Regions from separate parts of the Gossypium hirsutum genome. Here region 2 is linked to region 1. A link is a contact called in public Hi-C data. All regions are on one chromosome and are shown on one strand. Each heading gives the region's core, a stretch centred on a gene start, on an enhancer-like site or on the middle of the called end of the contact. The rest is flanking DNA. Distances are from core to core; before and after follow the strand shown.

Region 1 (5,429 bases), core at 1,467-3,966:
AATCCAAGTTGTCCTAGAGTGGATATAAATAGGGTGTTGTCGGGTGGTGAAATGCCAGGAATTTTGTCTGCTTTCCTTCGCTTGGAATCAGTGCATCCTTCACGGGTTCTCCTTTTATTTATCTCACACGTGAACTCCTAATTGTTGCTTTTCCTAACACCTACTTGTAGCTTCACCAATATTTTTTTCCAAATCGGGTTGTTGATCTTAACCTTAATTAACGGTGGTCGCAGATGTTTTTAAAAGAAATAAACTATTAGTTATCGAATATGTTTTTTTTTTATAATTGAAAATTAAATCTCTTATTTCATGGTTAAATAATAAAATGAATAATCATCATATCATACCTTATAATTATGTTTTTAAATTTATTCATTATTACGTTAAAATGAAATTTCAAATTTTACAGACATAAAAAAGAAGCAGAATTTTAATATTAGAATTGAGATTTTTATCTCTAAAACAACATATATATTTCAATGAATTTTCTAAAATAATATTTTTTAATATTTTCAAGAGATCATTGTCAAATAAATACTCCAAAGATAAAACTAGAAAGAATAATGTTTGCCTCTAATTTAGAACTTCACTGGTTGGCTCTATCTCCCACGACACTAATTGATTGGATCGCTATGGTTAACTCTCATTTATTGTATGATTAGAAACACTAATGTGTATCAAACACTAGAATCAAGTTGAGCCCAATCAGTTAAGCAAAATTAACATGTAAATTGACATCCGTGTTAATCTTATCACATCAACTCATCGTCCAAATACAATTAACCTTGAAGAAATTTAGCTAATGCTTTGAAAACAAGGCAATATAATAATCATTAATATTCAGAAATCAAGCTATAGGAAGAGTTGAGAAATGCTCATCAAGTCCCATACTTGAGATATCTCCACTTGCCTACTTGGATTGCCAAAAGTATCCAATTCAGCTCACAAACTCTTGAGATTTACTAAAATTTAATCTCGGTTACAATAAAACTTCACCTAATTACAAGAATTCACTAAGAACAACTAAATAATTAAGGAAAAAACTAGAGTTAACCGTCAATAACCAGCTATATTGAGAACTAAAATTCCATATGTTTGGATTGAATAAAAATAAGGAAAATAGAAGATTAGGAAAGTGAGGGAAAGTAATACCCTTTCCTTTATTTGGATAACTTTTTTTTAAGTAAAAGGAGTGAATATCATTTACGTTTTCCTTGAGAAGAATATAATTGAAAAAAAATATTATAAATAATTACTTCTTTAACTTTCTATAGTTTAATAAAAAATAGATAATGAAAAGTCATTCTATGTTTTTTTTCCTTTATTAATTTAATTATCCAAACAAAATAACCATATAACTTCTCCTCTCCTTAACTTTCCATTATTTTCCTTTCCTTTACTTACTTTTTTTTTCTTTTACAAATATTTACTTTTCCTTTTCTTTTTTTTTTTCCATTCTTTTCTTTTTATCCATTGTTTTCCTTTCTTTTCTTTTTTTTGTCATTACAATTTATTACCCGAATGAACATACTGTTATATGATCTTAAAATCTTGTAAATTTGCTTTTGACCCTAGACCGTTGGAAGCTAGTTAAACTTTGAAAATAGAAATTGTTTCTAAGCGTCAAATCATTTCTTTTTTAATGTTAAAATCGATTCTCAAGCCCAATTTTTGTTCAAAGCCCAATTTCCAAGTTTGCTTCATTTTCTTTGACCCAAAATTAATCATTTGCAAGACACAAGGCTAAAATAATTTTCACGATCGTTTTTAATTCGGCCTAAAGGTCCATATTTCTTTTTTTTTTTTATCTTTATAGCTAGGGTGTTGTACCTAGCTAACTGTTGCGGCCGGTGGAAGAAAGAACCAAGATAGCAATTTTATTCATTTTGGCAACCGATAGCCCAAGTACTCAGCATAAGGGAATATTGGTAAAAGGAAACAAACAATTTTTGACATTTTACAAACAACAAAAATGGATTAAACAACCAAACGAACAGATTACAGATTGAGCAATACAAGATTAGCAAAAAATGAGATTAGCACTAACTAGTTTATAAATTACAAAAGACAAAAACCCTAGGTCCGCAGACAGAAAAAAAAGCAATAATAAAATAAAAAGGAAAGAATCCCAGAAAAATAGAGAGAAAGTGGTAAGCGAAGGAAGAGGCCCTTTCGAAGGTATTCACTCGAAGAAGAGAAATAAGGAAGAAAAAGAGTTTGACGATGTCGGCTTTTTCTTTTTAAAAGAAAGAAGAGTGCGGGGTTTAAATAGTGGCTTGTTTTATTTCTTTTTTATATTGAGTCCACCGTGAAGGAGCTCCAGCGCCGGAGACAGGACGGTTCTCCGGTAACGGAGCTACGCCAGAGACCGAACAAAAAGACCGAAAAAGAAATGAAAACAGAAACGAAATAAAAGAAACAAAAAAATTTCAAATAAAGTTTTTAGTATACCGGCCACCGTGCTCCACTACTGGAGGCCGGAGAACCCTTGGGTTCTCTGACGGGGGAGCTTGCCGAGAAGAAGACCAGACAATAGAGAAAAAGAGAGAGAAAGTCATTTGGTATTTGTTAAAAAAAGAAGGGGAAATATTAAAATTATTAGGTTCTCAACCCTTTTTACAACCATGAAAAAAGGGGAATTGCTGCATAAGTCCTCCGTGCCGCCATCATTTGCTAAGGGGGACCGCCGCAAGGGAATATCCCAAGTTCAGTCCCTCTGATTTGTGTTTACTCTGATTTCGAAAACCCAAGGCAAATAATTGCCTGTTCGGTGCTCTACTTCTTACATTCATTGTTTTTAAACCCTAACCCTTTATTTTCTTATTTCATTTATTTATTTTTTTATTGATTTAAAATTTTTGCATTAATTTTCATCTTCATCATTTTACTTCTGTTAATTATTATTACTGTCTATTTAAGTGTTGTTATTGGTATTACTACTATTATTATTGTTATTATTTGTCATATGTTGATTTTCTTTTATATATATATATATGATTCCGTTTATGATTGTGATTTTGTGATTTTGGGTCACTAGTAATTTTAGATTTTAGATTTTAAATGCTTTTATTTAGGTTCCATTTTGTTTAAGATTTCAATCCATTGGACGAGTTAATTTAAACTTTAGAATAATTTTAGGTTTTCTTTAGGATTATTATATTAAGTTATGTATAAGATCTTAATTTAGGATTTGAAGTTAGGTTATTAACTTAGATTGTAGATTATTTTATATATTTAGTTAAATTATAGGGTTTCATTTGGAAGTACAAAAAGATAATTTCTATTAGTAAAAGAACTCAAACATGTCCTTAGTTTAATCGGAAATGAACAAATTGATTGAAAAACTAATATGTCGTTTATCAAGGCCATTGAATATGCTTTGTTTTGGACATTGGAGCAGATGACTCCTAGAAGATAGACTGACAATACATTAGACTAGACTCAAGTAGAATAGATATTGACTAAGTTTATAGATTTATTCACTTGTGGCTTTCATAGTGCGACATACATTAATCCTGAGTGGATGATGGACTATGTATGCGTGATTCGTATACTTTAATGTAAGTAAAACTTAGAGTTCAAATAGATAAGGAACCAAAAATTGATGCGTTGGGTATACAACTTCTACTGTATGTAGCATAATTCATAGTAGTAGAATTCTGATCTGCCATGAATTATAGTTAAATAGTTAAATCAAAGCATTATAGCATATATTTAGGTTTTCATGCTTAAAGTAGTAATTTATGATTTTTAGTAGTTTTTATTAGGGGTGAGCATTCGATCGAATCGAATCGAATCGAAAATTTTCGAGTTAATCGAGTTTTTGAATCTTATTTTATCATCCTAACTTTATTTGAAATTTTCTCGAATCAAGTCGAGTGAGATGGGATTCGAATCGAATCGAATCGAATCGAATATATTTGTTCGAGTTAAGTTTTAAAAAAAAATGACTCTAGCGTTATTTATTTTTATGTAATTTTTCAAAAAATAATTTTCTTTAAAGTTTTTAAACATGATCATACAACGAAAAATTAAAGTAAATAAGTGAATAAATACAAGCAACACAATATCAACCTAAATAAACAACATTAGTCTAAAAAAACAAAAAAAAATACAACAAGATTATAATAAAAAAACATAAGTAAAAGTCAAAGTAAATAGCATGAGTTTAAGTAAATAACAACATTATAATAAAAAAAAACATAAGCAAAAGTCCAAAATACAATAGAAACCTACACCACTCCAAAAAAAAAAAGAACACAACAAAAGTTTAATGAAAATGGGGGTTTGAATAGAGAGTTTAATTTTAAGGTTTCATAAAAAAACAAAGTCTGGAGAGAATAAGAAAAATAATTGGAATTGGCTGGCATGGAGGTTTGAATTGATTTGGGGGAGGAATAGGCCAATTGGGTTTTGGGAAAACAATTTCTAAGCAAACGGGCTTTGTGACAGCCCAAAACTGACCCTAGTCGGGAAGTGGTTTTGGGACTGCTAAACCGAGTCACCGAAATGTTTGAATGTGATATTATTGTCTAAAATATGTGATTATGAATGTGTGGAAAATTTCAAGCTTCGATTTAGTCAATTGCATGTGAATTTAGTCCATAGGACTTATGTGAGAAAGTTTTAAAAATGTGATAGGGTAATTTATAAGGACCAATTTAAGCAAGGAGTGAAAATATTGGCTTTGCATGTCAAATACCCCTTTTTTTATACATAGTGGCCGGCCATGATGGAGCATATATTAGACTATGTGGTAAATTTCCATGAAGTGGACATTATTTTAAGTAAAAGAAAAGAAATGATAAAAGAAATATTAAGGATACTAAAAGAAAAAAAAAAGAAGGAGGGAGGTTATCACCTTGTTCATCTTGGCCGGTTGTAGAGAGGAAGAGAGGAGGATAGCATTCGGTCATTTGAAACCTAAGGAAGGTTAGTCTTTTGTTTGGTTTTTGATAATTTTCACATTTTTGATATCATTGCTTTGTGTTCTTTAAACCCCATGGTTCAATTTTGTGAATTGATGATGATTTTGTGTTTTGCCATTGATGAGTGCTTGAGCTTTTTGATAGTTGTTGATGAAAAATGAAAGATATGTTAAAGATTAATATGTTTTGTGTTGAAGTTTTTGGTGATTTTGAGTAGTTAGGGCTAAATTACAAAAATAAATTTTTGAAGGACTCAAAGGTGAAATAAATGAAATGTATGGACTTGTATGGGTACTAGGAAGATTCGGCCCTTAAGGAGTGTGACCAAATTTTGTGTATTTTGTGTTTTGTGGAATAAAGACTAAATTGTGAAAGTGCGAAATATTAGGGGTAAAAATGTAATTTACCCATTTATGCGTTATTAGACTAAATTGAATGAAAATATGTTAAAACGAGATTTATTTGAATATGTTAAGATCAAGAAACCAAGAAATTGGATTT
Region 2 (4,986 bases), core at 1,081-3,580, 640 kb after region 1:
CTTTATTATCAATCAACAGGTGGACTTGTTCACTTGAGGCCTAATCGAATCCTTCAGAGACGATGTGGAATTACATCACCTACCCAATCTAGTTCAAGAGATGAGTCTAGAAAGGCTATTTGAGAAAAAAAATTACTAACAGAAACAAACCGACCTGATAATCCTACTGCTGTCTAGAATTCCAAAATTACATAAACAACAACTAAGATGATTCTGGACAAAAGAACGCGAGCTACACCCAAATTTAGCAATGACCCTTCTACCTTCGTTAAAACACTAACAAGCAGAGAGATGACTGAACAACGTGCAAAAGGACTTTGTTACAATTGTGATGAGCTATATGCGCAAACCCAATCAATGCAAAAAGCTTTTCTAGTTGGAAATAAAGGACAATGAACCAACAGACATAACAACAGATGCAAGGGAACTGTGACTTCAAGCTTGAGGACAAGGTTTTTTGTAACACCCCCAAATTTTCAATAAGATAGAGTACTGTTCTGAGATTTGAAACAATGAAATGACGAAAAAATTAAAAATTGAGTCAGATACAAATTTTACAAAAGGAAAATTGATATTAGGGATAGAATTCGATGAATAGTATTGTGGACATTGGACATGTAGCAAAAGAATTAAATTGTAAATTTGAAAAAGTTGGAGAATTAAAGTGCAAATTTAATCAAAAAAGAAATAAGAGTTATTACTGATTATTTGGCATGAGAATAAAATTGGAATATGTATTAGTGCGATAAAAACAACTCTTGGAAATAAAATGAAAAAGATTTCAAAATATATGGATTAAATTGTAAAATTTCTATTTTTGTCGAGAAGAGGATAAAAGTGTAACTTTTACCATACCAGGATTATTATTAAGAGTTTAATGTGAATTATGATATTTAGATTTGATAAGTATCTATTGTTGTGAAGAAATTATGCAAAGAGACAAAAAGGCAAAATGGTATTTTTATTCTAATTGTAGAGGTTTAAGACTCTTTTCTAACGAGTTTAAGGTTATGAACTCACTGAAGATTAAAATATACTCGAAGGAAAAATTTAGGGAAAAAGAAAGCTCTGCCTAGGTCTTAAAAATGTCTTCTCTCTGTGATAACTCCGGTTCTGTGAAATTCATTGCGGAGGAGTTGATGCCTAAAAAAATTCAATTTAGAGAGAAATATGTTGACACGAGTAGTGACATGATGGTTGATCTGTCTTCGGAACAACCTATTTCGTGAAGAGACAAACTCGCCGGACAATCTCCAAAGGACACTCTCAATAGATCGGAAGGAAAAAAAGAAATTGACATATTGGAAGGAGACATCCAGAAATTATTTGTGAATGGAGTGCCTGCTATAACTTTCTCGGATAGGATTCATTAAATCCTCATTCAAGGTATGAAGAACACCGTGATTTTAAAATTTCTTGGTCGTACTATTAGATTTTAGGTTTTCCAGAACAAAATATATAACTTGTGGAGACCCGTGGAGCCTTTGCATATGATGGATATTGAGAATGGATATTTGCTGGTCAAATTTCAAAATAAACTAGATTGTGAAAAAGCTCTTTTAGAAGGTCCCTGAACCATTTTTGGTCAATACTTGACTGTCCAACCTTGGACATTAGCTTTTGATCCTATACAGGGATTTCCAAGTGTTGTGATGGCTTGGATCAGATTTCTTAGCCTAGTTGGTTATTTGTACAATCATAAAATCATAAAATCATTACTGAGATAGGGAGAATGGTTGGAAAAGTAGCCAAGTTGGATATGAACACCGATAACAGGGCAAGGGGTCACTTTGCTACAATGGTTATTTAAGTTGACTTGGATAAACCTTTGGTTTCCTAAATCCTGATTAATGGTCGAAAACAAAATGTGGAGTACGAATCTTTACCTACAATTTGCTTCCTTTGTGAGAGATATGGGCATGTAGAGAATTTTTGTAATTATAGAAACCATGATCCCATTGGTGAAAAGAATATTGACCCACCGGAAGTGCCATCAGAAAGTCGAAATAGGGCCGCGGACGGGTCAGAGAAGACGAACGAAATTTACAGGCCATGGATGATTGTCGAAAGGAAATCAAGGTGGAAGTTTAGAGAGAATGCGCAAAACTCTTTAGGAAATCATGAGAGGGAAATTGAAGGTTCTCGTTTTAGGGTCCTTAACAATAAGGATTTGACCAAAGAGAATTATGAGGTGGATTTGCCAGATTCTCGGAGACCTAGAAGGAAAGAAGTTTTAATTGGAAATTTCCATAAGGATTCTGGCTTCCAGCACAACGGTCAGACAGACGGGAATAATAATAGCTTACAACTCTCTAAAGAACCGTCTAAACACCTGGGCCTTGGGGTTTCTCCGAATTTTCAAGCCTGAGGCATGATGGATCAGTTTGGCCCGAAGTCAGTAGCCCAGTTTAATCCTGAGGTTGCTGGTAGTTGCAGTCGGTCCCCTACGGCGGCCGGATCGCAAAGAAAATCTCATAATGAGGTAGATCTTTATCTTGAAGGCAGGGCTTCAACCTTTCGGGTAGAATCAACATTTGTTGTGCATAACCAAAACGAAATTCTGGTGGAAGTAGGAGGTCTCGATTCCGGCAAACACTCGACTGTGGTTTTTCCTGAAAACAAAAATCTCAATATTAACAGCAGTGATCCTTCTCTTAAAAGATCCTTGGGTCTGTCTACAGTGGCTTTCTCTGGCACGGGAAAGGGAATGAGAAACAGGGGAAGGAGAATTACTAAAAAAACAAAGCAGAATTTTCCATAGTAATAGTACCTGATTCAAAACCTCTGACTCACACCGAGTGATGTTGAAGGAGTCTCTGGAGCAACTGGCTGAGAGTCTTTCGGCTTTATCCAAAGGTGATCTTGATTTTGAAGTTGTTCCAAATTTTGATGAACAACAAGTGGGAGCTAGTCTTTTGGGTCCTTTGAACTTTTATGGTTATTTGGGTTTGATTTATTTTAAAGTTTCGTTGTTTTTAATCTTCTATTTGGTTTTATTTTTATCTATTTAATTATTTATTATGGGCTAAATTTAAATATTTTTACATGGAATTGTCAAAGCTGTGCTAGCAGAAATTTTATTTAAGCTTTTCGAGAATACAATGTGGAACACCGATCTGATATTATTTGTTTGGTTGAACCGAGAGTGAGTGTTATTAAGGTTAATTCTATTATTGAGAAATTGGGTTTTAATTGCTCACATCGAGTTAAAGTTGTTGGTTTTGCAAGTGGTATCTGGGTCAGATGGAAGGAGACGGTTCAAGTTCAAATCATTCGAAACCATCCTCAATTTATTTTTTTACGTATTGATAACTTTATCCTTAATAAGTTCCTCTTTATTTATTTTCTATATGGCAGCCTAGATAGATCAAAACGTAAGCGTCTTTGGAAGGGGTTAAAATCTGTAATCCCTGATCATTCTATCCCTTGGCTTATTATGGGGGACTTTAACGCCATTTTATCACCTGCGGATAAGAAAAGTCCATTTACCATAGGTAAGCGATGTGATTTATTTGGACATTTTGTTGATTCTTGTGAGTTGCAGAACTTGAGGTATAGTGATTCTTCCTACACTTGGCAACGAGGTGGCCACTTTTGTTAGACTCGATCGGGCCTTAGCAAATGACGCTTGGATGATAACTTTCTCGTAGTGCTTAGTTCATCATCTCACTTGGATTAAATCGGATCATCGGTCTCTCTTATTGTCTACTAGACCGGATTTTTGTATAAATAAAGGCAGACCCTTCAGATTCTTAGCAGGATGGACAAACCACAATGATTTCCCCAATCTTGTCAGAGATAAATGGAAATTTGCAGGTAATATGGTTGACTCATTAACCTATTTTGTTTATTCTGTCAAAGATTGGAACAGGAATGTGTATGGCTTTTTGGGTACTCGTAAGCGGAACCTCATGAGATCGCTCAATAGTATTCAAAGTGCCTTAGTCAACTCTATCTCTACATGTTTAGCTAAAAAAGAGATGGAAATTAAAGATGAGCTAGAAAACGTTCTAGACCATGAAGATTTACTCTAGAGACAAAAAGCTCGGTGTGATTGGCTTCAATTGGGTGATCGTAATACTAAATTCTTCCATAGTGTACAATAAGGAGAAGGAATTTTAACCAAATCACATCCTTACGTATAGATAATGGAGAATAGTACTCTAATCAAGATATCCTGCAATCTAAAGCGGTGGAATTCTTTGAAAGACTTTATGGTGAGGTACCTTCTGTCTTGAGAGACATTCCTAATTTTGGTTTTCCTTGTCTTAATCCCTCAAAGACTTTTTTTTTGGAAGCTGATATAAATGATGAGGAGATTAAAATAGCGTTATTCGACATGGCCCCACTAAAAGCCCCTGGGAGTGATAGTTTTCATACTTATTTCTTCCAAAGTTAGTGGGATATCCTTCGTAATGATATATGTCAATGGGTTAAGGATGTTTTTGCTAGTAGTTTGATCGATTAGGACTTGAATAATAGGTTGATTGTTCTCATTCCAAAAAAATAAAGTCCTAATGATTTCAGTCATTTTCGCCCTATTAGTTTGTTTTCTATTCTCTAGAAGTTGGTGATGAAAGTGATTGCACATCGGTTTAAGGTGATATTCCCTAAACTGATATATCAGGAACAAACTGGTTTTATAGCTAGACGAAACATTTCTGAGAATATCATTTTGGCTCAAAAAGTCATCCATTTTATGCAAGGTAATAGGAAAAGAAGGAATTGGATGACTATTAAGCTAAATTTGGAAAAAGCTTATGATAGAGTTAGTTGGGAATTTATTAATGCCTTATTGGCTGTAGCTGGAATCCCTGTCTTTCTACAGAACGTGATTATGTCGGCTATCTTTTCCGCTTCTATGCAAATCCTTTGGAATGGGGTGCCTACTCAGAAGTTCAAACCGATTAGGGGAATCCGCCATGGATGTCCCTTATTGCCTTATCTCTTTGTGCTCTGCATGGAATGGTTGGGTCATTTTATTCG

Evidence for each region. A called contact is a pair of places that touch in the nucleus more often than the background predicts.
Region 2: a contact with region 1 is called in a Hi-C map of leaf, with 1.7 times the contacts expected there. The contact joins two enhancer-like sites. A contact is called at or near these places in 3 of 34 Hi-C or Micro-C datasets (callus, hypocotyl and leaf).

The regions. Positions count from the first base shown.
Region 1 is chrA11:77,795,100-77,800,528 of Gossypium_hirsutum_v2.1, forward strand. No RefSeq gene overlaps it. Among protein-coding and RNA genes, the nearest start is that of LOC107890247, 6.2 kb to the left of the region's middle. Within about 2 kb of position 2,717, at least 8 of the 9 cell types and tissues checked have an H3K27ac peak or open chromatin away from gene starts, as enhancers often do. A contact at or near this core is called in leaf, where this site is marked.
Region 2 is chrA11:78,438,096-78,443,081 of Gossypium_hirsutum_v2.1, forward strand. The region is part of intron 4 of LOC107890772 (nucleotide-sugar uncharacterized transporter 1); the gene reads right to left. Among protein-coding and RNA genes, the nearest start is that of LOC107890772, 8.5 kb to the right of the region's middle. Within about 2 kb of position 2,331, at least 7 of the 9 cell types and tissues checked have an H3K27ac peak or open chromatin away from gene starts, as enhancers often do. A contact at or near this core is called in leaf, where this site is marked.